2 separate regions of the Sus scrofa genome follow, and region 1 is linked to region 2. Evidence: chromatin contacts called from public Hi-C data. All regions are on one chromosome and are shown on one strand. The core of a region is the stretch at or near the end of the contact, and the rest is flanking DNA. Distances in the headings are between cores, read along the strand shown.

Evidence for each region. A called contact is a pair of places that touch in the nucleus more often than the background predicts.
Region 1: a Hi-C map of skeletal muscle shows a contact between it and region 2, with 3 times the contacts expected there. The contact joins the promoter of ZNF614 here to the promoter of LOC100737585 in region 2. A contact is called at or near these places in 1 of 5 promoter capture datasets (liver), 4 of 47 Hi-C or Micro-C datasets (liver and skeletal muscle) and 1 of 2 datasets of contacts at active chromatin or transcription factors (alveolar macrophages).

The regions. Positions count from the first base shown.
Region 1 is chr6:58,129,315-58,136,264 of Sscrofa11.1, forward strand. ZNF614 (zinc finger protein 614) reads right to left here and starts at 5,629. Exons shown (of 3, transcript XM_021097260.1): 1 at 5,243-5,629.
Region 2 is chr6:58,049,983-58,057,048 of Sscrofa11.1, forward strand. LOC100737585 reads right to left here and starts at 3,574. Exons shown (of 14, transcript XM_013998720.2): 1 at 3,427-3,574; 2 at 3,145-3,343.

The DNA of each region.
Region 1 (6,950 bases), core at 4,379-6,878, 81 kb after region 2:
CATCTATGAAAAACCAAAACCAACATCACACTTAATGGTAAAATTCTGAATGTTTTTCTCCTAGAATTGAGAACAAGGCAAGGTAGAATGCTTTAACCAATCGTGTCCATTACTATACTAAAGGTTCCAGCTAGCTCAACAGGTAATAAAGCATCCATATTCGAAATGCAGAGTACCACTATCCTTATTCACAGACAACATGATTTTGTATATTGAAAATCCTAAGAGGAGTTCCCATCGTGGCTCAGCAGAAACAAACCTAATATCTACGAGGATGCAGATTCCATCCCTGGCCTTGCTCAGTGGGTTAAGGATTCAGTGTTGCCGTGAGCTGTGGTGTAGGTCACAGATGCAGTTTACATCTGGCATTGCTGTGGCTGTGGTATAGGCTGGCAGCTGCAGCTGAGATTCAACCCCTATCCTGGGAACCTCCATATGCTGCAGGTGTGGTCCTAAAAAGACAAAAGAAAGAAAATCCTAAGAAGTAAATGCAAAAAAAAAAAAAAAAAAAAAAAAAAAACAAAAAAAAAAAAAACCTGTTAGAGCTAATAAATAAGTTTGGCAAGGTTACAGAATACAATACCAATATATTAAAGTAAATTGTATATCTCTATACTAGTAATGATCCAGCCAAAATTGAAATTAAGGAAGCAGTTCCACACACAATGGCATCAAAAAGAAAAATACTTAAGAATAAATTAAGATGCAACCAACAAGGGCTTAATCTCCAAAATATACCAACAACACATACAACTCAACAGCAAAAAAACAAACAGCCCAATTGAAAAATGGGCGAATAGACATTTCTCCAAAGAGGACATACTCCAACAGACACATGAAAAGATGCTCGATATCACTAATTATTAGAGAAATGCAAATCAAAGCTAAAATGAGATACCACCTCGCACCAGTCAGAATGGCCATCATTAATAAGTCTACAATAACAAATGCTAGAGAAGGTGTGGGGAAAAGGAAACCCTCCTACACTGTTGTTGGGAATGTAAATTCCTACAACCACTATAGAAAACAGTTCGGAGGTACCTCAGAAAACTACATACAGAACTATCATATGGCCCAGCAATCCCACTCTTGGGCATATATCCAGACAAAACTTTCATTCAAAAAGATATACGCATCCCTATGTTCACTGCAGCACTCTTCACAATAGCCAAGACATGGAAACAACCTAAATGTCCACCAACAGATGAATGGATTAATAAAATGTGGTTCATATATACAGTGGAATATTACTCAGCCATAAAAAAGAACAAAATAATGCCATTCCCAGCAACATGGATGGAACTGGAGATTCTCATACTAAGTGAAGTAAGTCAGAAAGAGAAAGACAAATACCATGTGGTATCAACCATATGTGGAATCTAAAATATGGCACAAATGAACCTATCTACAGAACAGAAACAAATTCATGGACATGGAGAAGACACTTGTGGATGCCAAGGGGGAGGGAACAAGATAGGCTGGGAGTTGGGGGTTAGTAGAAGCAAACCATTGCATTTGGAATGGGTAAGTAATGAGGTCCCGCTGTACAGCACAGGGAACGATATCCAATCATTTGTGATGGAACATGATGAAAGATATTATAAGAAAAGGAATGTATATGTATGTTTAACTGGGTCACTGGGCTGTACAGCAGAAATTGACAGAACTATTTTATTATAGTTGTAAATCAACTATAATAAAAAAAATTTTTTTTTGGTCTTTTTGCTATTTCTTGGGTCACTCCTGCGGCATATGGAGGTTCCCAGGCTAGGGGTCCAATCGGAGCTGTAGCCACCAGCCTACACCAGAGCCACAGCAATGCGAGATCCGAGCCGCGTCTGCGACCTACACCACAGCTCACGGCAACGCCAGATCGTTAACCCACTGAGCAAGGGCAGGGACCGAACCCACAACCTCATGGTTCCTAGTCGGATTCATTAACCACTGCGCCACGACAGGAACTCCATAAAAAAAATTTTTAATGAAAACAATCATAAAAAGAAAATAAAGACAAAAGCAAGACCTGTATACTGACAACTATAAAAGGCCTCCGAGACAAATTTAGAGATATAAATAGTGGAGAGACATTCCAAGCCTATGGATTGGAAGATTTAATATGGTGAGGGCAGTTCTTCTGACAGAGATTCAATGCAATCAATATCCAAGGCATGCCAGGGGAGTTCCTATGGTGGCTCAGCGGTAATGAACTGGACTAGTATCCGTAAGGACTTGGGTTTGATCCCTGGCCTCACTCAGTGGGTTAAGGGGCAGGCATTGCCATGAGTTGTAGTGTATGTAGGTCGCAGACATGGCTCAGATCTAGCGTTGCTGAGGCTGTGGTGTAGGCTGGCAGCTACAGCTCCAACTCAACCCCTAGCCTGGGAAATTCCATATGCTGCAGGTATGGCTCTAAAAAGACAATAAATAAATAAATAAATATTTAAAAGGGAACACCAGGAATTTTATAAATATCAAGAGGCTGATTCTAAAATTTGCATTAAAAAGCAAAGGATCTAGAACTCCAGACCAGTTGTAAAATAGAATTATAAACTAGTGAGTGCTTTTACTAATTTATTTAAAAATTTACTTTAAAGCCACAGTAATAAGACAGGTACTAAGCTGACATAACAATAGATACATAAATCAGTGCAACAGAATTGAGAATTAAGAAACAAATTCAAGTATAGTCAGCTGATTTTCAACAAAAGGTGCAAGACAAAGCAATGAGGGAAAGAATGGTTTTTCCAAGAAATATACTGGAACAGCTACCTCACACCATACATTTAAAAAATTAAATTAGAAAGTTCCCATTGTGGCTCAGCAGTAACAAACCAACTAGTATCCATGAGGACCCAGGTTCGATCCCTGGCCTTGCTCAGTGGGTTAAAGGATCCGGCGTTACTGTGAGCAGTGGTGTATGTCACAGAGTCAGATCTGGCGTTGCTGTGGGTGTGGCGTAGCCTGATGGCTATAGCTCCAATTCGACCCCTGGCCTGGGAACTTCCATATGCTGCAGGTGCAGCCCAAAGAAAAAAAATGAAATAAAAAAATTAAATTAAAATAGATAATACATTTAAATATAATAGCCAAAAATACAAACTATATCAAGAAATTAGGTAGGGAGTTCCCGTTGTGGCGCAGTGGTTAGCGAATCCGACTAGGAACCATGAGGTTGCGGGTTCGGTCCCTGCCCTTGCTCAGTGGGTTAACAATCCGGCGTTGCCGTGAGCTGTGGTGTAGGTTGCAGACGCGGCTCGGATCCCACGTTGCTGTGGCTCTGGCGTAGGCTGGTGGCTACAGCTCCGATTGGACCCCTAGCCTGGGAACCTCCATATGCTGGGGGAGTGGCCCAAGAAATAGCAACAACAACAACAAAAAAAAAGACAAAAGACAAAAGACAAAAAAAAAAAAAAAAAAGAAATTAGGTAGAAAAGCCATAGGCTAGGAAAAAATATTTGCAAAAGGCACATCTGATAAAGGACTATTATCCTGAATATACAAAGACCTCTTAAAAACTTAACAGTAAAGGAGTTCTCCTCATGGTGCAGTGGTTAATGAATCCGACTAGGAACCATGAGGCTGCGGGTTCAATCCCTGGCCTTGTTCAGTGGGTTAAGGATCTGGCTTTGGTGGTGTAGGTCACAAACATGGCTTGGATCCCTCATTGCTGTGGCTGTGGTGTTGGCTGGTGGCTACAGCTCCGATTCGACCCCTAGCCTGGGAAACTCCATATGCCGCGGGTGTGGCCCTAGAAAAGACAAAAAAAAAAAAAAAAAAACCCTTAACAATAAGAAAATACCACCTGGAGTTTCCACTGTGGTGCACTGGGTTAAGAATCTGATGGCAACAGCTTGGGTCTCTGCAGAGGCACAGGTTCAATCCCTAGCTCAGGAACTTCCATATGCGGTGGGTGTGGCCATTAAAAAAAATTAAGGAAAAAAAAAAAACACACACAACCCAATTGAAAAATGACCAAAAGACCTGAACTGACACCTTACCAAGGAAGATACATGGAAAGCAAGTAAGCATGTGAAAAGATGTTTCACATCATACGTAATAAGGGAATTACAAATTAGAACAATGAGATACCACTGCCCATCTATTAGAATAGCCAAAACTCAAAAACGGAAACACCGAATGCTGCAGAGGATATGAAGCAATAGGCCCTCTAACATATTGCCGATGGCAAAACGGTACAGCCACTTTGGAAGACAGTTCAGCAGTTTCTTACAGAGCTGTTTGTTGGAGACCACGGAACTGCTGAACTCTGCAGAAGGCAAACTTGGCGCACATGCAAAAGCACAGCAAGCTAAGGACTGCTGACGCAGAGTTCTCAGGTACAGGGTCTCCTTCAAACGCAAGATAAGGGAGTCATACATGAACCAGGAGCAGCTGCACGATGCCCTGGAGGGATGCACCTGTCACTAGCTGCTAGTCGTTTCCTCTGTTATTCACTCAGAGATGGCTTTGTCATTGCCTGCACCTGATTTTGCTCAGGAACCTACGTCACCTTCCCTAATACAAGTCATGAGGACTAAAGCCTAGGCGCCTCTGTTCTGTGGAACGGAGGGCCTCCTGGTCCCCCACTTTCTTTCTGTAAAAGAGTCTCGTGTGTTTTGTTAGACCCCACAGTCCAGGATTTCCCCGTTGCCCTGCAGCGCTGAACGCGGCAGTGTGAGAGAGAAAAAAAATTTTTAGTCAAGTCCTTGAGGGCAGACTTGAAGGAGAGAATTGTATTTGAATGAACTGGAGAAATGCAGCCCTCAAGCCTGTTTCCCCGCATTCAAAGTCTGATCCTAAGCCAGCCTACAGATTCTCCAGGGGGCCCTGAACCTCCCCAAATAGTGAGCGCGCCAGGCACAAGTCTCTTGACTGAGTCCTATATTAAATGCCACATTAAACTCCAGACATGCCCAAGAAACCAACAAGGACATCCCGCTAACCCGGACTTCAACAGAGTCCCACGTTACATCTGGAACCCAGACCAGACACCGCGTTCAAACTTTCCACCGCTTTTTCAACCACTGAGTCTCTTAAGCAGAGTGATCCAAGTAGACCTCAAATAGTGCCAATCGGACTCTCGGCCGACGATTTCTTCAGACTCTTAATCACTGATTACTAAAGGCTCCATCACAAACGCTCAGGGGCTGAATCTAAATAAAATCCAAACTACGGTCTTTTACACACGCTCAGCTTCATAGAACCCCACAGACCACGAATCCAAGCCCAGAATCCAACTCACCTAATCTCAACCTCTTCAGGTACCACTGGGAGCGACGAAAGGCTGAGCCCACGACCAGAAAACCACTTTCTGTCCGGACGCCCTCCTTTGCGGTCCCTAGAGACGCTGACCACCTGGGACCGGGGAATCCCACGAGAACCTTGGCGCGTTGCCGGGGTTTCCGAGTTCCAACTGCGGGCTCCGCTCTGTGACGTAACACGGCCCCGCCCACATTGACGTTTGGATGGGCGGGGCCATCACGGCTGTGGGGAGAAATCGTTCCTGACCGCCTCAAAGCTTTCACCTCCTGGTTGCGAGGGACAGTCAGCAGTGATGTACTAAATGTAAGATTTCGGAGGCAGATGCCTCTCCAAGGCCAACATGGCTCGTTCAGCCTGCTGGGGAACCAAGAAAGATGGCGACGCCCTTTGTGTACTTCAGATCGGAAGCGCTATGGAGTACCATGGGCGCGGCCATCTTGGAACAAGACTCATGTCTGTACGGCAGAAAAGGGCTCAGATCCTAGGAGACCTGGAAAGATTTTAAAAGGTAGAAGCCGAGACATCACTGGAAAGGCAGCGGCCGCAGAGTTGATAAAAGCAGTGGTCACTAAAAATCTTAGGTTTGGGGAGAGAGCAGTTGTGTGTGGAGTGGGTAAGGTCTTTGGGAAGGAAGCAAGACAGCCACTGAAGAGGTGAAGGCTGAGTTCCTGTTGTGGCTCAGCAGGTTAAGGATCTGGTATCACTGCTGTGGCTCAGGTCGCTGCTGTGGCGCAGGTTCGATCCCTGGCCTGGGAACTTCCGCAGGCCACATGGGTGTAGCAAAAAAAAAAAAAAAAAAAAAAAAAAAAGAAGAAGAAGAAAAAAGAAAAGGCGAAGCCCAGGCAGAGTTGGATAAAAATGCTAATACCCACATGGGAGTGGATACAGAGCAACCTCTAGTGGGCAGGGTGATGAAGTGAAGGTGCAAGTGTATGTCTGGGTTTCCTTCCAAAAATAAATGAAGCTCCTCCATTACAGCCCATATACTAGGCTTAAAATTTCTCCATAGCATTTTTCAGAACTGACATTCTCCTGTTTTACTCAGGAGGCTTCACGAGACTTTACGTTCCATGAAGCCCATGACTTTGCTTGTTTGTTCACTGAAGTCTCTCCAGAGACAAAAGCAGAGCCTGGCAAAATAATGCTCAAAAAACATTTTATTTTTTTTTTTTTTAAGAGCTGAACATCGGCATATGGAAGTTCCCAGGCTAGGGGTCGAATCCGAGATGCATATGAGGGCTAACCCACAAACACAGCAACACTGGATCCGAGCTGCATCCAGCTGGATCCAAAACATTTTTAGGAGTTCCCATTGTGGTGCAGCGGAAACAAATCCAACTAGGAACCATGAGGTTTGATCCCTGGCCTTGTTCAATGGGTTAAGGATCTGGCATTGCTGTGGCTGTGGTGTAGGCTGGTGGCTACAACTCTTATTAGACCCCTAGCCTGTGAACCGCCATATGCCGAGGGTGAGACCCTAAAAAGACAAAAGACAAAAATAAAAAATAAAATAAAAACATTTTTTAAAGGAATGAATTACTCAGCACAGAGCTGGGGATTGAATAGTGCCACAACACTATATGGGATTTTTTTTTTTTTTTTTTTTTTTTTTTTTGCTAAAAGCAGAACTCACCACTTTAAACTGGATTAAATATTAAAATATGCTCCCTTTTTTTGGCTGTGCCCCT
Region 2 (7,066 bases), core at 2,324-4,823:
TGGAATTCCTGTCATGGTGCAGGGGAAATGAATCCAACTAGGAGCCATGAGGTTGCAGGTTCAATCCCTGGCCTTGCTCAGCAGGTTAAGGATCTAACGTTGCTGTGAGCTGTGGTGTAGGTGGCAGACACAGCTCGGATTTTGCTGTGGCTGTGGCATAGGCCAGCAGTTCTGGTTAGACCCCTAGGCTGGGAACCTGCATATGCCAAGGGTGCATGCCCCCCAAAAAATAAATAAAATAAAATGTACAGCCCGACAGACTACTATTTTAGGTGACGTGCCTGAAACACAATGATATGGAAAGCTGGAGAAGGTTAAGAAAAGATAAACCATGGAAAGAGTAGCAACAGAGAACCTGGCGTAACTACGGTCTGAGACAAAAGGAACCAAAAAGCCGAAAAAATTACTTCAGAGAAAGAAAACGATGTTCACTAGTAAGAGGTTCAATTCAGCACATTATAAAAATTTTCCAAATTTTCTACGCATCTAACAATATAGCCCCGAAAAGTATACAGCAAAAATGGACCAGAAGAAGAAATAAACAAATCCAGGGAGCTCCCCTGTCACGCAGCTGGTTAAGGAGCCGGCGTTGTCACTGCAGTGGCTCAAGCTGTGGCTGTGGTGTGAGTTCAGTACTTGGCCTGGGAACTCCCACATGTCGAAGGTGCAGTGGGGAAAAAAGTAAAAAAAAAAAAACTAAATCCAGACTACCTGTAGAAGATTGAAGACACCTCTCTGACAGAACAAACAGGCCACCAAAGAACAAAATTTATAAATATCATTTTGAAGACTGTCAAAAATATTTGATACTGGGAGTTCCCCTTGTGCTTCATGGTTAACGAATCCGACTGAGAACCATGAGGTTTCGGGTTCGATCCCTGGCCTTGCTCAATGTTGCCGTGAGCTGTGGTGTAGGTTGCAGACGTGGCTCGGATCTCGCGTTGCTGTTTCTCTGGCAAAGACCAGTGCCCACAGCTCCGAATAGACCCCTAGCCTGGGAACCTCCATATGCCACGGGTGCGACCCTAGAAATGACAAAAAGACAAAAAAATAAATAAATAATTGATACTAAGCAGGCATGCTGAGAGAAATTTTAACAGACTTAAATAAGTGGAAATATGAACTATAAAGATTACTAAGAAAATCAAACATCGTAAAGATGTCATGGGAGTTCCCACTGTGGCTTGGTGGGCTAGGAATATGACTGTGTGGCTCTGGTCATTGAGAAGCTGTGGGTTTGATCCCTGGCCCAGCACAACGTTAAAGGATCTAATATTGCCACAGCTGCAGTGTAGGTCACAGCGGTGGCTCTGATTCAGTCCCTGGCCTAGGAACTTCTATATGCAGTGGGTGAGGCCATAAAATTAAAAAAAAAAAAAAAAGATGTCACGTCTCTCAAATATATATAAAAATCCAAGGAAACCCCAATCAGAAACTAAACTGATAAGTATACCCATCTTTTAAAAAAAACTGAGAGAACTGCTCAATTATGAAGACTTTACTTCTGGCAGTTACTTTAATTATGGCAGTATAATATTAGTACAAAGATAAGTAGAACAAATGAACAATAAAATGCTTATAAAGACTCTTGCCTATATAAAGACTTGACAATCAAAGCAGCACTACGGAGAATAGAAGGATGTCTTTTAAAGAAATGGTCCAGGGACAATCAGATATTCACGCTGGGGTTGGGGACGGGGAGAAAAACGTGGCACCCCACCTCACAACATACACAAAAATCATGTAGCCAGAGAACTATCAGTCTCAATGAGTGAGGCAAATCCATAAAACTTGTAAGGGATAACACAGGAGAATCTCTCAATAATACTGGGATGTGGAAAAGAATGTTCAACAGGCCACATAAAGCAGGCTATAAAGCAAATTATATGTTGCGGGAGGAACTGCACAAATACTTTGATAAATATTTTGGCACAATTCTTTTTTATTTTTATTTATTTATTCATTGATGTATTTTTCTTTTCAGGGCCAAACCTGGGGCATATGGAACCTCCCAGGCTAGGCATCAAATAAGAGCTACAGCTGCTGGCCTACAACCACACACCTTCTCAGATGTGGCTCGGATCTGACATTGCTGTGACTGTGGTGTAGACAGACAGTTGCAGCTCTGACTGGATCTCTGGCCTGGGAACTTCCATATGCCACAGGTGCAGGCCTTTAAAAAAGCAAAAAAATAAAAATAAAAAAGCAAAAAAGGGAGGGGGGAGAGATAATGGTACCAGTATTATATGAAAAACAAAACAAAAAATAAATGAATAAAATGAAAATTCTGTCAGTAAAGAAGAAAGTGTGAGGAGTTCCCGTCGTGGCGCAGTGGTTAACGAATCCGACTAGGAACCATGAGGTTGCGGGTTCAATCCCTGGCCTTGCTCAGTGAGTTAAAGATCCGGCGTTGCCGTGAGCTGTGGTGTAGGTCGCAGACGCGGCTTGGATCCCGCGTTGCTGTGGCTCTGGCATAGGCCAGTGGCTATGGCTCCGATTAGACCCCTAGCCTAGGAACCTCCATATGCCGCTGGAGCGGCCCTAGAAAAAGCAAAAAGACCAAAAAAAAAAAAAAAAAAAAAGAAGAAGAAGAAAGCGCGAATGTACATCGGGCAAATAAGCAACACTATTCATTGCTATGAGGGCAGGTGTTGGCAAGCATTTTCTGCAAAAGGATAGACAGTATACGTTTCTACTATGAAGGTTGAAATCTGTCCTGAGAACTCAATTCTACCTTTGCAGGGCGAAAGCAGCCAAAGAGAAACACAACGGATGGGCGTGGCTGGATTAGTCCCTGGGTCAGCAGTTACTTAAGCCCCGAACACAAGGCTAAAAACCAGGCAGTTTCAAACTGCTGCTCCCAGAATACCGCCTTGGTACCCAGCGGTCGAGGTTGGAACCTCAACCCAACTAACAGCCAGGAATCCTAGGCGCCCAAACCTAGCAAGTTTCTCTGTACGACAGACACGGACTACACACTCCCTTGTTAATCCGAAATCTGGACCAGACACCCATTAGATGACCATCCAAGGAAGCACCAATAACACCGAACCCCATATTAATTCTCGAACCTCAACCAAAACCTGTGTTCATCATAAATACGACCTGCACCCTTAACAAAGTGATTTGCAAAGACCCCCATACCCTGCTGATCCGGACTTGGTTGCTGATCTCCACAAATTCTTAATCGTTCTAAAGACCACCCTCCGCAAGGTACTCCAACCACAGACAGACGGGTCCCGGTTACTCTCAAATACTTCTACTTTGGTGATTCTCACCAGACTCGGCAATTGTTCCGTTAAGTCCACATTACACGGCGTCCACCCTATGCGTTGACATCACCCTGTAAGAGACAAACCTTCTATGGGTCAAAACACACACACACACACACACACAAAACTTCAAGGGACAAATGCACACACTGACCGGATTTTCTCCAGCCAGCAAGAGGAGTCTAAACCTAACACCTTCCAAGAACCGCTTCTACTTGGCTGTCGCACACATTTTCCGTCCACCTACGGCGGCTGAATTGGGTCTGAGACGTTTGTGGAAACGCGGAAGAACGGGTTTCCGGTAGTTCCTAGAAAGGCAATATGTCTGCGCCCGGTCGCCGGGGCGCCAGTGGGCGGCCACGTTGGGACACTTTACGTACAAAAGGCCGAGGGTGCGGGCTTCCGGGAGGGAACCTGGGGTGGCTGGGAAAGTGAGAAGCCGCTGAATTTAATCTCATTTTTTGCCACGTCCACACTTTAGGAAATGAGCCGATTTTCAGAAACGCGAGGTTTCTAAAGAAAGTATGGAGCTACTTAAACTTCGCCTTGGGGACTGAGCAGTAAAGGAATATCCCGGTGGCCTTTATTTTATACTTTATATTGGGGTCGGGTTTAGAAACTGACAAAGAGTTAAACTGCTGGTGTAGCAGCAGAAAATGAACTCTGGAAAAAGAAAAGGTAATCGGACATCCGCAGAAAGATTTGGAGGTAAATTTCTTGCAGGAAGCAGCTTTTTTTTTTTTTTTTTTTTTTTTTTTTTCTATTTCTTGGGCCTCTCCCGCGGCATATGGAGGTTCCCAGGCTATGGGTCTAATCGGAGCTGTAGCCACCGGCCTACGCCAGAGCCACAGCAACGTGGGATCCGAGCCGCGTCTGCAACCTACACCGCAGCTCACGGCAACGCCGGATCGTTTAACCCACTGAGCAAGGGCAGGGACCGAACCCGCAACCTCATGGTTCCTAGTCGGATTCGTTAACCACTGCGCCACGACGGGAACTCCAGGAAGCAGCTTTTAAGGCCCGAATAAGATTTTTTTTAAAAACTGGCAGTGTGAAACAGGTGATGACATTCTAGAGGAAAAGAGAGAGCTGAGACAAGCCTAAATTTTGACTGGGATTGGGACCTCGGGGAAGTACAGTCATCACTAATAATCAGAGAATTGCAAATCAAACCTGCAATGAAAGACCGCCTCACAAAGTCAGAATGACCATCTTATAAAGTCTACAAATAACATAGGCTGGAGGGCGTGTGGAGAAAGGCAACAGTTCCTATGTGTTGATGGGAATGTACAATGGTGCAGCCACTATGGACAACAGAATGTAAGTTCCTCAAAAAACTAAAAATAGTAACTCCTGCTATGGCGAGTGGGTGAAGAATGTAATTGCACCCTGCCTGCTGCAGAGGTGCAGGTTAGACCCCAAGCCCAGCGCAGTGGGTTAAAGGATCCCACATGGTTGCAGCTGCCACTTGGATGCAACCTCTGGCCCCAGAACTTCCATAGGCTGTGGGTACCATTAAAAAAACAAACAGGATTTCCCTTTGTGGCTCAAATCCAACTAGTCTCTATGAGGATCCGGCATTGCCATGAGCTGTGGCGCAAGTCAAAGACATGGCTGGGATCTGGCGTTGCTGTGGCTGTGGCCAACAGCTGTAGTTCCAGTTTGACACCTAGCCTAGGAAACAAACACCTAAAAAGAGTTGCCATGTCATCCAGCATTTCCACTCCTAGGCATATACCCAAGATGAGACATCAAGGGATAACATTAGATTATACCTATGTTTTACAGTTATGCTGAGATATAATTGGCGAAGAATATACTACCTATTTTTTTTCCTATTTTAAATAAACTTTTATTTTGGGAAAATTTTAGATTTACATTGAAAGTCACAAAGTACTATTAAGAGTGCATATATACCTTGATTTGACTTCCTATCATGTGAATATTTTATATAACCATGGTATTTTGGCAAGTTGAGAAAATAACATTAGTATAACAACTAAATAGCAGATTCATTGGATTCAGTTAATTTGCTAGAGTGGCTCACAGAACTCAAGAAAACGCTTGTTTACCAGTTCATTAAAAAATATGAATAAAGCATAGAGATGAACAGCCTGGTGAAGAGATACACACAGTGAGATGTAGGAGAGGCCTAAGCACAGGAGCTTCTGTCCCCATGGAGATGGGGGGGTGTGATTCTCCTAGTACTGGAATGTGTTCACCCATCAGGAACCTCTCCAAAGCCACTACTATTGGGATTTTATGGAGCATTTCTCATGCGATGCATGTTTAGTTAGTAACTCCATTCCTAGCCCTTCTCCCGTCTAGAGGATGGAGCGTGGGGTGAAAAATTGCAAGCTTCTCAACGTTGCTTGGTCGGTTTGGTGACCAACCCCCATCCAGGAGGCCACCCAGAGTCGCGAGCATAGAACGAGAGATACTCCTAGTGCTTTTATCATGGAGGAATTACAAGGGTTTCAAGAGATCTGTTCCAGGAACTGGGGGCAAAGACCAATATATATTTTCTATTATTTCACAAGGTCAAATAGTCAACCTCCAAAGGGGAAATGGTAACCAATTCTATTTTTCTATGTGTATATATATACATAGTCTTTTGTCTTTTTAGGGCCGAACCCGCAGCATATGGAGGTTCCCAGGCTAGGGGTCTAATTGGAGCTCTTGCCACCAGCCTACTCCAGAGCCACAGCAATGCCAAATCTGAGCTGTGTCCACAACCTACACCAAAGCTCACGGCAATGCTGGATTCTTAACCCAGAGCCAGGCCAGGGATTGAACCCACAACCTCATGGTTCCTAGTCGAATCTGTCTCCACTGCGCCACCACGGGAACTCCCTATTTTTCTAATATTTTATAAATGACAAAATTATAGGAGTTCCCTAGTGGCCTTGCAGTTAAGGATCTGGTGTCTGCTGTGGCATAGGTTTGATCCCTGGAGAGGGAACTTCTGCATGCCAAGGCTTGGGACAAAAAGAAAAGAAAACTACAGACAAAAAAAAAAATCTGTAAGACACCAATCAGAATGACTCTCATTAATAAGCCTACAAATAACATAAGCTGGAGGGGGTATGGAGAAAAGAGAACCTTCCTACACTGTGGGTGGGGATGTAAATTGGTACAACCACTATGGCAAACAGTATAGAGGGACCTCAGAAAACTAAATCTAGACCTACCGTGTGATCCAGCAATCCCACTCCTGGGCATATATCCAGACAAAACTTTCATTCAAAAAGATATATGCACCCCTATGTTCACTGCAGCACTATTCACAATAGCCAAGACATGGAGACAACCTAAATGTCCATTGACAGATGAATGGATTAAGATGTAGTACATATACACAATGGAATACTACTCAGCCACAAAAAAGAACAAAATAATGCCATTTGCAGCAACATGGATGCAACTGGAGATTCTCATACTAATGAAGTCAGAAAGAGAAAGACAAATACATGATATCTCTTGTATGTGGAATCTAAAATATAGCACAAATGAACCTATCTACAGAAAAGAAACAAACTCATGGACATAGAGAATGGACTTGTGTTGCCAAGGGGGAGGAGGAAGGAGTGGGAGGGACTGGAAGTTTGGGGTTAATAGATGCAAACTATTGCAATTGGAGTGGATAAGCAAAGAGCTCCTATTATATGGCACAGAAAACTATTTACAATCACTTGTGATAGAACATGATGGAATATGAAAATATATATACACATATGTGTGTGTGTGTACTCGCAACTGGGTCACTTTGCTGTACAGCAGAAATTGACAGAACA